Regions from separate parts of the Sus scrofa genome. Here all the other regions are linked to region 2. The links are chromatin contacts, called in public Hi-C and promoter capture Hi-C maps. All regions are on one chromosome and are shown on one strand. Each heading gives the region's core, a stretch centred on a gene start, on an enhancer-like site or on the middle of the called end of the contact. The rest is flanking DNA. Distances are from core to core; before and after follow the strand shown. Region 1 holds the start of DUSP4 (dual specificity protein phosphatase 4). Region 2 holds the start of SARAF (store-operated calcium entry-associated regulatory factor). Region 3 holds the start of UBXN8 (UBX domain protein 8).

Region 1 (4,043 bases), core at 982-3,481, 560 kb before region 2:
AGAAAGAAAAATCAGCAAAATCGCCTTAATAGTTCAACCAAAGGTCAACAGCAGCATTTCCCCAGCAGCTGACAGGTCAAATGGCCAGGAAACAACTGCCGAGAACAAAGCCCCCCGCTGTTCACGGGGGCAAGCCCAGCGGGTCGGCACTGAGCCGCGTTGTTGTGCTTTTTGGAAGGGGCGGTGGGGAGAGGTTTCCGCCGCACCTCCCGCCCCATCTCCCTTCCTCTCGGGCGTGCGGGTCCGGAGAGGAAAGGACAGCAGGGAGGGGGCCAGGGGCACCAGCAGGGAAAGGGGCGGCTCTTTGATGGCCGGGGTCCGAAACGCCTCTAGGCTTCAGAGTAGAAGACCCTCCGAGGGCGAAGGAATGCGCGGAATGCGGCGCGGGAGGAAGGGGCGCAGCTTGGCCAGGGGCGCCCTTACCCCACATGCCCTGCCTGCTCCCCGACGCCCGACACCTTCTGGCAGGTGCGGCCGGCGCCCCGGCCCTCCAGTTATTTGGGTAGCCCTCGGCCCTTTCGGGTTTCCGACTGGCTGGTTTGACGAGACCTCCCCTCTCCAAGGGTTTCGCACTTAAGCACGCGCCGCCGTCTGAGAGTCGGGTCTGAACAAAAGGTCGTACTTTGCTACCTCAATTTAAGAGGCCGGATCCCACCAAGCGTCCGCTCTATGCTCGGACCTCCCGCCTTCCGCTCCCAGAGCCTGCTCTACCCCGAAGCTGGAGAGGTTGGCCACCTTCCAGGTGGAGCTCGGAGTGGGGCAACAGAAGAGTAGATACAGATCGCTCTACACCATGCCCATAACCCCAGCCTTGTTACTGCACTTATTAAGGGCTGGTTTCCAGCAGGACCCGCAGGGCCGATTCCACTCCGGTGTTCACCCTCCTTCACCGCTTTCCCCACCTCTTGGGATCTCGGGTTGGACTCAGCGCAGGGCCCCGGCACTCCAAATCAACAGGCCTAATCTGTCCTCCATCCCCGCACGGTGGCACTTGGGAGCACTTCCCTGGATTCGAAGGTGGGCAACGCAGCTGGATAGCCTCACTCGCAAGGCCAGACCGTTAGTCGAAGTAAACAAACTCAGAAACGCCCGAAAGGGTTCGGAATTGCAGGTGACGGAGGCATTGCGCCCCATCGCCTCGGAGGACTTCAGGAACTCGCGCTGGCACACAAACGCACAGAATCCTTGCACACTCGTGCAGACACCAATACGCACAAAGGAGTGCGCGGGGATCCCATCCCGCAGCTGCGACTCCCTCTGGGCACTTCTGCCCACTAAGGCGCAGGAGGCCGAGTCCAGCCGCACGGACTGTTCAGCCGCACTGACCCTCCAGCTCGCGCCCAGCGCCCGCGTTTACCTTTGAGCAGGCAGATATCGGTGCGCTCTGCGTTGCGGCGCAGCGCCTGAACCACCAGAGACACCGTGCTGTCTTCGCGGAGGCTCTCGGCGCGCGGGCTGCGCTCGTCGTAGACGATGACCGCGGAGTAGAGGCCGGAGCGCAGGCGGGCGCGGACCTCCTCCTCCGCGGGCAGGATCTGCTCCAGGCTTACCGAGCCCTTGGCCCGCCGCCGCACGATGGTGTTGCAGCGCACGTTGACCGAGCCTCGGATGTAACCAGCGCTGTGCGCTAAGAATGGTCTGCAGTCCAGCAGCAGGCACTTGCTGCCGCTCAGCAGCCCCAGAGCGCCGTGGCTGCCGCTGCCGGCTGCGCCACCGCCGTTCTCATCCCGGTTCATCAGCCTTTTGAGCACGCTGCAGTCCATCTCCCGCAGCTCCTCTACGGTCACCATAGTCGCCGGCAATCTCGGCTGCTGAGCACAAGAGGAGGCGAAGGACGCCTGGGCCAGCTGGGCTGCAGGAAGGGGCAGGCTGGGGCTAAGGGAAGGCGCGAGCAGAAGTGGCTTCAAACTTGGCCCCCTGAGGCTCCCACGGGCGAACCTCTTCTCCCCGGTCCCCTTCCTCCTGCAGCCTCGCGGTTACATAGCAGTCCGAGCGGCCTCGGGCGCCAGGCAGCACGGTGCCCAGGGAAAGGTAGCGATGGAGGGGAGTGTGTTTACGAGAGAGGGCCAAGGGCTCTCTTCTGTAGTCTCCTCTATTGTATTTTGCCTGCTGTGCTGCTCCTGCCGCCTGCCGTTCTGCTCGCCGTTCCCCCACAGCAGCCGGAGCTCAGCGTTCTGCCCCAGCCAGAGTTTCCTCTCCTCGGCTTATAGATTTATTAAGGCTCCTCTGCTCTCCCCCGGGAGGGGGCAGATTCATTACTACCTCGGGAGGCCCCGCCTCTTTCCATTCTGGGCCCAGAGCCCTACCCCGCCCCTAGCCCTAGCTGCCCGCCCCCTCCAGTTCCCCCCCTCCCGGCTGGCCCCTCCCTCTCTGCCCGCCCCAGCGCGTGAATGGAGTGTCGGCAGCTTGCGCCCAGTCACGGGGAAGAGACGTCACAAAGAGCGGAGTAAACAGGGAGCGCTGAGCTCGCCGCCAGGCCCATTCATAAAACCTAGACCTAGAGGAAGAGGGAGGAGGCCTCCGACCCGCTAGCGAGCTGCAGAGCTTGGACTTTGTGAATGGAGCGCCGCGGCGCCTTTCCCCGGCCTCCGCAGCGCGCGTACAGCCTGACCCGAGTCGCGGTACGGCCACCCCACCCCGCTGCGGCGGTAGCGGCTATCGGCAGAAAGAAATCGCCAGCCCAGAAGCCCGCCTAGCGGAGGCTTGGGCTCGGTCTTGAGGTTTCATCCCTCTTTACCTCCGTGCTGCCCCCCCAAGCAGCCTCGCAGGTGTCCCCCACCTACCCAAGTGGACAGAAGAACGCTGCACCAACGTCCAGCCGGCCCGGCCTGCCTCTCCTCGCCCCATGTTTACGAAGTGCGTTCGACCGGCCAGACGTTTTTTCAATTGTGATTCCTCAGACTTTAGCTTCTGCCTCAGCCTGATCGATTTTCATCTTAAGCCATTAAATCAGCTTTACAGCTTCCCGAGAAACGTGGGCAACCCCAAACTCAGAAGATGAAAGAGAAAGCCTTCCCGGCCCGAAGGCCAGTAATAGAAGTGAGGTGTTGAGTTTGTTGCTTTACGATCCGGAGGGAGGCATTAATTGAATCCGGAATGTTGTTCCCAAGGAGGAAGGCGGGAGTGCCACTCCCTTCCACGCTTCCTAAAGAGGTTTATTTAACCCTGTGGGGGTGGGGGTGGAGGGAGATGTTTTTGGCTTTTGGAAAAATCCTCACCCCACCTTGTACACGTGTGATTGTCTTCTCAGGAAATGACACTTAGGGTCCACATCTGGTGCGAAGACCCAGAGAAAATGACACGTAAAGAATTTAACACGCTCCAGGGCCGAGTCAGTTTTTTTTTCTTCTTTTTTTCTTTTGCATCCTTCTTTCCAGGTCATGTCGCATTTTTCTCGCTCCCCCGCTTTTACTTATGCATTTAATTTCCCGGAGGCCGCTTTTGGCAGAGGGGTGTTTGGTCGCCGCAGTGAGGACACAACACAAGGCAAAAATTATTCGCCCGACATCTTGCCAAGTCTTGTTAGTGAGAATTAACCACCAAGCAGGGAATTCTAGGACTCGCTGGAGGCCTCGGGGACAAAGGGGTCGAGTCTTCCTCTTCTGGTCGACCGAGGCAGCCAGGGCCGCCGAACCCGCGGGGTTTCTCCCTCCCCGGACTCGGCCTTCCGCTCTGCCTTTGTTCCCCGCCGGGCGGCTCTCTGGACCTGTCACCTCCGGCCCCCAGGGCCACCCCTCCGCTCCGCAGGGCGGCCTCGGCGGCGGCCTCTACTTCCAAGGCCTACGACCTCCCACTGCGCTGGGGATCCAGACACCAGGCCCAAGCTTAGTGCGCTGTGAGGGGTGCAGCTCACCCGTGAGGAATCCTTTTACCCCAGGCTCCGAAATGCCTCCGCCATGTACTGATCTATGTAGAATTTACTATTTTGTTCATCACATATAGGGGGGAGGGGGCACTAATTTCGAATGTTTTTTTTAAAAAGCACTACATTTGGACTGGAGGCTTGGGACTGGCGTATGCACACTGAGGTTTATGGAATGATG
Region 2 (4,191 bases), core at 1,530-4,029:
ATATATTATATAGCACAGCAAAGTAGAGACATTACTTTGTAATAACTTTAAATGGAGTATAATCTATAAAAATATCAAATCACTACACCTTAAACTAATACAATATTGTAAGTTAACTATAAATTCAATTTAAAAAATGCACTGTTTTTATAGTCAATTAAAACAGAATGCATTGCTCTACCAGATAATGAAGCTTACTATAAAATTAGAATAATCAAAATAATACAGAATCATAACAAAAACAGGCAAGTGAACTGTGAAACAAAAGTCTAGAAATAAATCTAGATATGTGTGGGAATTCAATATAAGATAAAGTGGGCTTTCTAGAGTTCCCGTAATGGCTCAGTGGTTAACGAATCTGACTAGGAACCATGAGGTTGCGGGTTCGATCCCTGGTCTCGCTCAGTGAGTTAAGGATCCGGCGTTGCCCTGAACTGTGGTGTAGACTGCAGACGCTGCTCGGATCTGGCGTTGCTGTGGCTCTGCCGTAGGCAGGTGGTTACAGCTCCGATTAGACCTCTAGCCCGGGAACCTCCACATGCCGAGGGTGCGGCCCTAGAAAAGACAGAAAGACAAAAAAAAAAAAAAAAAAAAAGATATAGTGGGCTTTTTAATTTAGTGGGAAAGGAAGTCTTCTTCAATAAATGGTTTGGGCATAACTGAGTAAATAGCTAAAGGAAAATCCACCTAAAGCTATATAAAAACTTAATTCCACATGGGCCAAAGATCTAAATTTTCAAGAAACATATTAGAATGCCTTCATGATATAGTTCCTCAAAAGAAATTTAAGGTGGAGTAGAATTTATAAAAACTAATTGAGTTTACACTGCAAAATATTTTGGTGCCTTTTGTTCCAGAAGAGTAGTTTTATAGTGTAGGTAGACTAAGAACTACCAGGAAATGGTTCACCATTAATTTAAATATGGTTCCTTTTTTTTTTTATTATTCCCCTGACTCTTCATCTATAAATTTCCTTTTTTTATTTAAGAACTGATTGAGGGAGTTCCCACTGTGGCTCATCCAGTTAAGAACCCAACTAGTATCCATGAGGATGTGGTTTGATCCCTGGCCTCACTCAATGGGTTAAAGATCTGGCTGGCATTGCTGCAAGCTGCAGCGTAGGTGGTAGATGTGGCTCAATTGCGGTTGTGGCATAGGCAACTGAGTTGCTGTGATTGTGGCATAGGCCAACAGCTGCAGCTCCAAATGACCTGTAGCCCAGGAACTTGCAAATGCTGCAGGTGCAGCCCTAAAAAAAAAAAAATAAAAAAAAAGAAAGAAAGAAAGAAAAGAACTGATTGAGGGTTCAACTACTTAATGTTTTAATCTAGTTTCTAAACTATAATTCTGATCAAAGTCCTATTTACATGAAACTTTCTAGGAATACATTAGGAAAATTATACCGACATCATTTAAATCCAACTTGACTTTTCATTTATTAGTAATAAAACATCCACATCAAAGGAGTACTCAAAGTCAAGTACTTACAAATAGTGCCTTCTCTCTCATTTTAACATTTAAGAATAAAATAAGAAACTACAGAAAAATCTGTTAAGTTCAAAAACACAGGCATTTCCTCTCACCAAGTCATGATTGCAACATTAGTACACATTCCATACCTCAACATCTTTCCTTTCCAAACCAAAAATGATGTTTTCATAGTTTAAGTCATTTTTTTACATCACTCCTATTTAAAGCATACATCATTTATTAAATGGAAATCTGTATTATGTGTACATACATACACACACAATATTAATTACACGGAATACTATCGATCCCATAAAAATTTGTTAGACAAGTCTAATAACATAGTGATATAAAAGAAACTTTTCCCTAGAAATCACTTACCGTGTACCATCACACACACAAAATTTTTTTTTAATTCAATGGGAAAAGCTGGTGTAACGCAATGTACTTTGCTGTAATAGAATAAACAGCACAACTTGTGCTCAGGTAAACAGTACAGTTTATGATTCTGCTAACCGACTTCCAAGGTTTGCAGCCCTGTTCACTAAGTGTGACTCAGAGATTGCCGGTGCCATGGCAACTCTCAGGTGTAGCAACAGGCAGCCAAGAGAACAGCCATGACATCAGACACTCTTGACAACAAAACAAGAGGCGCAGGTGAGGGACGAGATTTCCAGCCAGACTCAGGGGATGAGGGGTGTAGCCCGAGGAAGGAAAAGGTGGGCAAATTCTAGGAATCCAGGGAAGGGAGATGGGAACATTAATTACATTAGATCGTCCCGCCCCGCCCCGCCCCGCCCACTCCCCAACAGTCTACACTTGTCTGGGAAGAGCAAAAGATCCAGGCAGGACAGAGATGAACAGCGAAGAGGATGGAAATGAGCAAATAGGGTAGAAGGGATATGGTCCCCAGCCGGGGTCCTCTCAGCGCCTGCCGAAGAGAGCAAGAGGAGGGAGTGAGGGCAGCACTCACCAGGGTCGTTCCAGCCCCGGGTAGGGCCCGCGATCAGCAGAAGCAAAAGGAGACCGAAGAAAGGGCAGCATCTGGTCGCTTTCGGCCCGCCGGCCGCCGCCATGGCGCTTGGTGAAGATGGCGCGCAGCTGCGGGGTGCTCGCGGGCCAGAACACCAGGCTGCGGAAATCCGCGAGGCCCTACGCAACGAAACTGCAGCTCGGGCCGCGGAGAGAAGACGATCTCTCCGTAGACCCGCAGCCTCAAGGAAGGTCGGTGCGCCTGTCTAACGTCACTGCCGCTGAGGCGCGTGGGGGAACAGGAATGGTCGAAGCTTGGCCCCGCCCCAGGGGCTCAGAGCCGCTGAGGGCGGTGGTGGGGGCAGGGTGGTGGTGGGGGCGGGGCGGGCCGCGTTAAGGGCGGAGCCAAGGGCGAGAAGCAGGGCCTGGGGGCGGGGCCGCGGGCCGGCCTCCTGCGGATTCACGGTGAAGGTGCTGTGGTTGAAGAGAGTGAAACCATCGCAAAGCAAAAGCTAATGTAGTTAAGTGATGTATTTACAAAACCTCAATAACCTTCCAGAGGAAAGTTACTGTGCCTTAATCAACTTTATGGCTTCAGCACTTAGCATAATTCGTGTTCTATTAGTTTGCTAAATACATAGGAGATTTAAAGAGAGAGAGCGTGGAAATATATTGTCTAGTTTCAGAAGCTCAGAACTTTTATACATTTCCTCCAACGTGGAGGCAGTGGGAATTTACAAGATATGAGGAGTAAAAACTAACACCTAAAGAAAGAACCAGCCAGACAAAACTGTTCTAAGAATGCGTAAGAATTATCTTTGAGGTCTGACATGTCTGGGGGAGAATTCCTTCATTCATTACTTCAACAAATACAGGATGAATGCCTAGTATGTGTCAGGTGCTATTTTAGGCTGGAGGCGACACCATCCTTGAACTCATGGAGCTTACATTGAGGAGAAATAGGACAAACAAATTACATACTAAGTTAGTAAATGAAGATGAAGTGATAAGTGCACTGATGGAAATAAAATAAGATGATACAAAGAGACTGGGAGACAATCAGGGAGGACCTTGCTGAGGAAGTGATTTTGAAGCTTTGAGACCTGAATGATGGGAGAATATACAGATCAGGGGAAGAGGTTTCTCCACCTGAGGAACAGTGGATGCAAAAGCCCTAGCTTTGTGTTTTGAGGAACACCGTTCACTAATTTGATGAGTATCTTAATATATTTAGTACCTACCACTACCTAACAGTACCTGCAGGCACTGTTCTAGGCACTGGAGATTCTGCAATGAATGAAACAAAATGTAGTGGTTGGAAGAGGCAAACAAAGCCAGTACAACTGAGGCAAAGTAAACTTGGAGAAACGTGGAACAAGAGAAGGCGTAACAGTGGTGGCTTGGAGTGGGACTGAAATAAAGATAACCACATGTCAGGTTCAAGGTAACTGTCAAGACCCAAGCAGATGTCAAATAGACACTTGGATATACAAGTCTGGACTTCAAGGTAAGGTAAACTATGCAGTTGTTATCAAAATAAAAATAGTATTTAGTGCTACAGGAAGAGATACAATACATAGGATCCGGCATTGCTGCAGCTGAGGCATAAGCATAGGTCACAATTGCAGCTTGGATTCAATCTCCGGCCCAGGAACTTCTGTATGCCATGGGTGCGGCTGGTGCGTGGGGGGGGGGGGGGGGGGATTACAGCTTTACAAAACTGTGGAGAGTATTAAATCAGATAAATGT
Region 3 (3,955 bases), core at 229-2,728, 570 kb after region 2:
AAAATAATTTAGACACGATTTCCTTTGGGAAAGCCTTTCCCCAAGCCCTCACTTGGGTACATAGCTCCCTGTGTACCTCTCACAGCACACAAGCGCTGTATTTTTCTCTTTACAGGGCTGTCTTTCCCACGAACTGAGTTTCTCAAGGACAAAACTTACACATACTTGAGTCTCTATGAGTTCTACAGTGCCAGGCAAATTGTGGAGCTAAATAAATGTTAGCTGAACTAAACTGAAGGGTGAGGCAGAACTGATGGAAGGGTCACAAAACCAACTTTCAAAGCACGAAAACTTTTATTTTATTTTAGGGCTGCGTCCCAGGCATATGGAAGTTCCCACGCTAGGGGTCCAATTGGAGCTACAGCTGCTGGCCTACACCACAGCCACAGCAACGCAGGATCCCAGCCAGGTCTGCGACCTACACCAAAGCTCAAGGGAAGGCTGGATTCCTGACCCACTGAGTGAGGCCAGGGATCAGAACCAGATACTAGTCGGATTATGATGGCAACTCCCACGAAATCTTTTTTTTTTTGTCTTTTTGCTATTTCTTTGGGCCGCTTCTGCAGCATATGGAGGTTCCCAGGCTAGGGGTCTAATCGGAGCGGATCCGAGCCGCGTCTGCAACCTACACCACAGCTCAAGGCAACGCGGGATCGTTAACCCACTGAGCAAGGGCAGGGACCGAACCCGCAACTTCATGGTTCCTAGTCGGATTCGTTAACCACTGCGAAATCTCCCTCACGAAATCTTTTAAGAGATCTCTGTAGCTTACACGCATCGGGGTTGGCAGAAACGCCAAAGAGATGAGTCATAGGATGGCAATGAGGTCACAGAACTGGGAGGCCGTGTTAAGTCATTAACAGTAACACCTGCTAGCAAAACTGATAAGGAGCGGAGCAAGGGGTAGCGGGTCTCCATAATTAGGTGCCAGGCCTCACTTTTGAGTCATCTTCCCGTCGGAACCAGAGACCGAGGAAGGTGCCGGGGACCGTTTGGAAGATAAGGAAGGTTCTTCGGCAGAAAGTGGTGCTCAACAGCTCTGACTCAAAAGTCCACAATCACCCACTACAGACATAGGCCAAGGGCACAGGCTGCCTCCTTGTAGTATCAGCTGCCCCTATCCTTTCTCCTCTGTTTCATTTTACTCTTTAGAGTTCTTTCTTACAATCTCTACAGTCTGACAGCCGAAGGGGCAGGGGCTGCCCGCCTCGAAGGAGCCCAAGTTTTGCTTTCACAGGACTTGGCTGGGCGGGTGCCAGCGAGGCCGTCTCCCCTGGACCTCACGTGACGTCGGGAGGTGACCTACACTTGTTTTCAGGTTACAGATTATGAGTTCAAAAGCCTGGGTTTATCTCAGTCTCACCAACGAAACAGCTTTAGGGTCCAGCGCTTTCCTGGAATTCCTCCCTTAGAAAGGATCCACTCCACCTTCCAAGGGAGGCGTAATCAGAAGGGGCGGAGCTTCCGCCAGGAAGCAGCGCTTCCGCCGCTATGGTTTCTCTTGGGGTGGTTGGCATTTTCCTCCTCTCTGCTCTCCCCCTCTTGTGTCTGGAGCTCCGGCGTGGGGTCCCAGATCTAGGTAAGTGCTGGCTTTTGCCTCCTGGCGTTCACACCTGGTAACAGTCTCACGAACACTACGTGCAATTTCCCGGCCGCGTCTCCTCTGGGCGGCTTTGACTACGATGCCCAGGCTGCACCGCGCCTGCCTTCCTCTTCCCCCGCGGGGTTCCTGGTGGAGCGAGACTTTTGCCGTCCTGGGGAGGCAAACTCTTGGCGGAAAAGTGCCCCTCCAGATCTGGTGAAGTTTTGCGGGTAATGGGACAGAGGCCGAAAGCACAGGAGCAAGCATATACTTGACTTTCACATTGTGTTGAGTGCTCAAAAGGAAATAAACAAGCTGATGTAGGCCTTCTGAAGAATTTAAGAGACTTAAATGATAAGGAGCCACACGTTTGAAAAGCGAGGGCGGGAGGTGGAGGGAGCGGGATGACATTCCAGACAAAAGGAATTGTGACTTGAAGGAAAAGGATGAAGACCTTTGAGGCTGGATTAAAGAGACTAGTAGAGAGAGTGGCGCATGATAATAGCATTCATTGAACGCTTATTGTAAACTAGACTCTTAAGTCGTGGTTATTATCTCCTCTAAATTGGTTTACAAACTTTGAGGATGCGCACTGCTCTAACCTATTTTACAGTGGAAACAGATATAGGGAGGTTAAGGGACTTCCCTAAGGTTTTAAAAAGTCTGGATTCTTTGTGGACAAGTGTTTTGCAAGGAAGGTATAGCGGAAGCAGTGAGGCAAATTAGGTTTCTGTTGTTCTTGGCAGATTTGACTATAGGGTGTCTCTCTTCTCTCTCCCCTTTTTTTTTTCTTTTTTTCCTTTCTGGGGCTACACCTGTGGCTTTAGTAAGTTCTTGGGCTAGGGGTCAAATCGAAGGTACAGCAACTGTTGGCATACCTCTACCTGGTGTCTTTTGAGAATTATAAAATAAAACTAAAAATTCCTAGAGGATAGAAACCATTTTTATTCCAACTTCTTATCCAGGATCCCTCATCATTAACAAATTGTATTACACACAGTAGGTACTTGTTACATTTTTTGCTGATTAATTTTCATCTTGGCTCTCAAAATCATACAAAACCAAGTACTGAATTTTCCCTTTTTTGGGCAGATATGTATATAGTAATTTTATTTACAAATGACAGAATAAACATTGAGAACTAGAGAAGTACACAGTTGCATAACTTAACTGTGAGAAATAAGAATTTGTGTTCAGTGGGAGTGACTGATTTTAAATAGAATTTGATAAGATGATACATACCATCATGATTTAGTTCCCAATTAATGTGGATAATTTTCTTTCCTTCTTGGGGCAGAAGGAAAACCAAGATTTCTGCATTATTGATAGTCATATATTTATAATGTAGCCATTCACTTATATTCCTGAAAGATGTTCTAGAATCATTTTTTGAAAACTTGTTCTGGTAATGACAGTCGTGATGAATTTTGGCACCACAGGAAAATTATATGAAATATTATAAGACAGTTGCATACCTTAACTTTTATTATTATATTGTTCTGGTACAAATAATCTGCTAATATATTAGTACTTATTATTAGTTCCAAGAAAAATTGTTTTAAATTTTAATTGTAATTTTTTTAACCTTGTTAAGGAATCAAAGATCTTATTTTGCTATGTGGCCGGATTTTCTTACTGCTTGCTCTTCTTACATTAATTATTTCGGTGGCTACCTCATGGATTAACTCGTTTAAATCTACCCAAGTTTATCTGAAAGGTAAGTTTATAGTTTATGCTACTCTTTTAGAGTTTTCTACTGAAATTTCTTTCCTTTATTTATTCTAGAACTTGGCAAAATGAGAACTATTTTACCATTACTTTTTGCTGTGTAATTTCAAGGATAGTAGTCATTACTTTAGTTACGATTTCAAATGGGCTATAAATTGCAATATTATGAGAAATTGTACATTTTTATTATATATACATTTGAAACTATCATTTCTAACTGATATTCTGCAAATTCTCTTGTTTGTTTTTGTTTTTGTTTTCTTTTTTTGGCCACCCCGAGGCACATGGAGTTCCTGGGCCAGGGATCAGGTCTAGGCCACAGTTGCAATCTATACTGCAGATGAGGCAATGCCAGATCCTTGAACCCACTATGCCGGCCAGGGATCAAACCCGAGACTTGGTGCTGCAGAGACACTGCTGACCCCATTGCACCACAGCAGGAACTCCAAATTCTCTAATTTTAAATTGCCTCTGTGTTAATGGAGCACTAACTGCTATTTGGTACTTAGAGCTTATAAACTATTCGACAGATGGTAAATGTATCTACTGTTAAGAGTTAAAGAAAATTTGGAGTACTTTTGTAGTGTAGTGGGTTAAGGATCAGGCCACTGCTGTGGTGCAGGTTTGATCCCTGGTCCAGGATCT

What was found. Promoter capture Hi-C pulls out the DNA fragments that hold promoters and counts their contacts. A called contact is a pair of places that touch in the nucleus more often than the background predicts.
Region 1: a contact with region 2 is called in a Hi-C map of liver, with 4 times the contacts expected there. The contact joins the promoter of DUSP4 here to the promoter of SARAF in region 2. A contact is called at or near these places in 1 of 5 promoter capture datasets (fetal liver), 2 of 47 Hi-C or Micro-C datasets (alveolar macrophages and liver) and 1 of 2 datasets of contacts at active chromatin or transcription factors (alveolar macrophages).
Region 3: a contact with region 2 is called in a promoter capture Hi-C map of fetal liver, with 2.2 times the contacts expected there. The contact joins the promoter of UBXN8 here to the promoter of SARAF in region 2. A contact is called at or near these places in 2 of 5 promoter capture datasets (fetal liver and liver), 2 of 47 Hi-C or Micro-C datasets (heart right ventricle and liver) and 1 of 2 datasets of contacts at active chromatin or transcription factors (alveolar macrophages).

What each region holds. Positions count from the first base shown.
Region 1 is chr15:55,489,272-55,493,314 of Sscrofa11.1, reverse strand. It overlaps DUSP4 (dual specificity protein phosphatase 4), which reads right to left and starts at 2,231. Exons shown (of 4, transcript XM_003133392.4): 1 at 1,358-2,231. The coding sequence starts at 1,790.
Region 2 is chr15:54,932,578-54,936,768 of Sscrofa11.1, reverse strand. It overlaps SARAF (store-operated calcium entry-associated regulatory factor), which reads right to left and starts at 2,779. Exons shown (of 6, transcript XM_001924775.4): 1 at 2,444-2,779. The coding sequence starts at 2,546.
Region 3 is chr15:54,365,133-54,369,087 of Sscrofa11.1, reverse strand. UBXN8 (UBX domain protein 8) reads left to right here and starts at 1,478. Exons shown (of 8, transcript NM_001244745.1): 1 at 1,478-1,579; 2 at 3,177-3,299. The coding sequence starts at 1,492.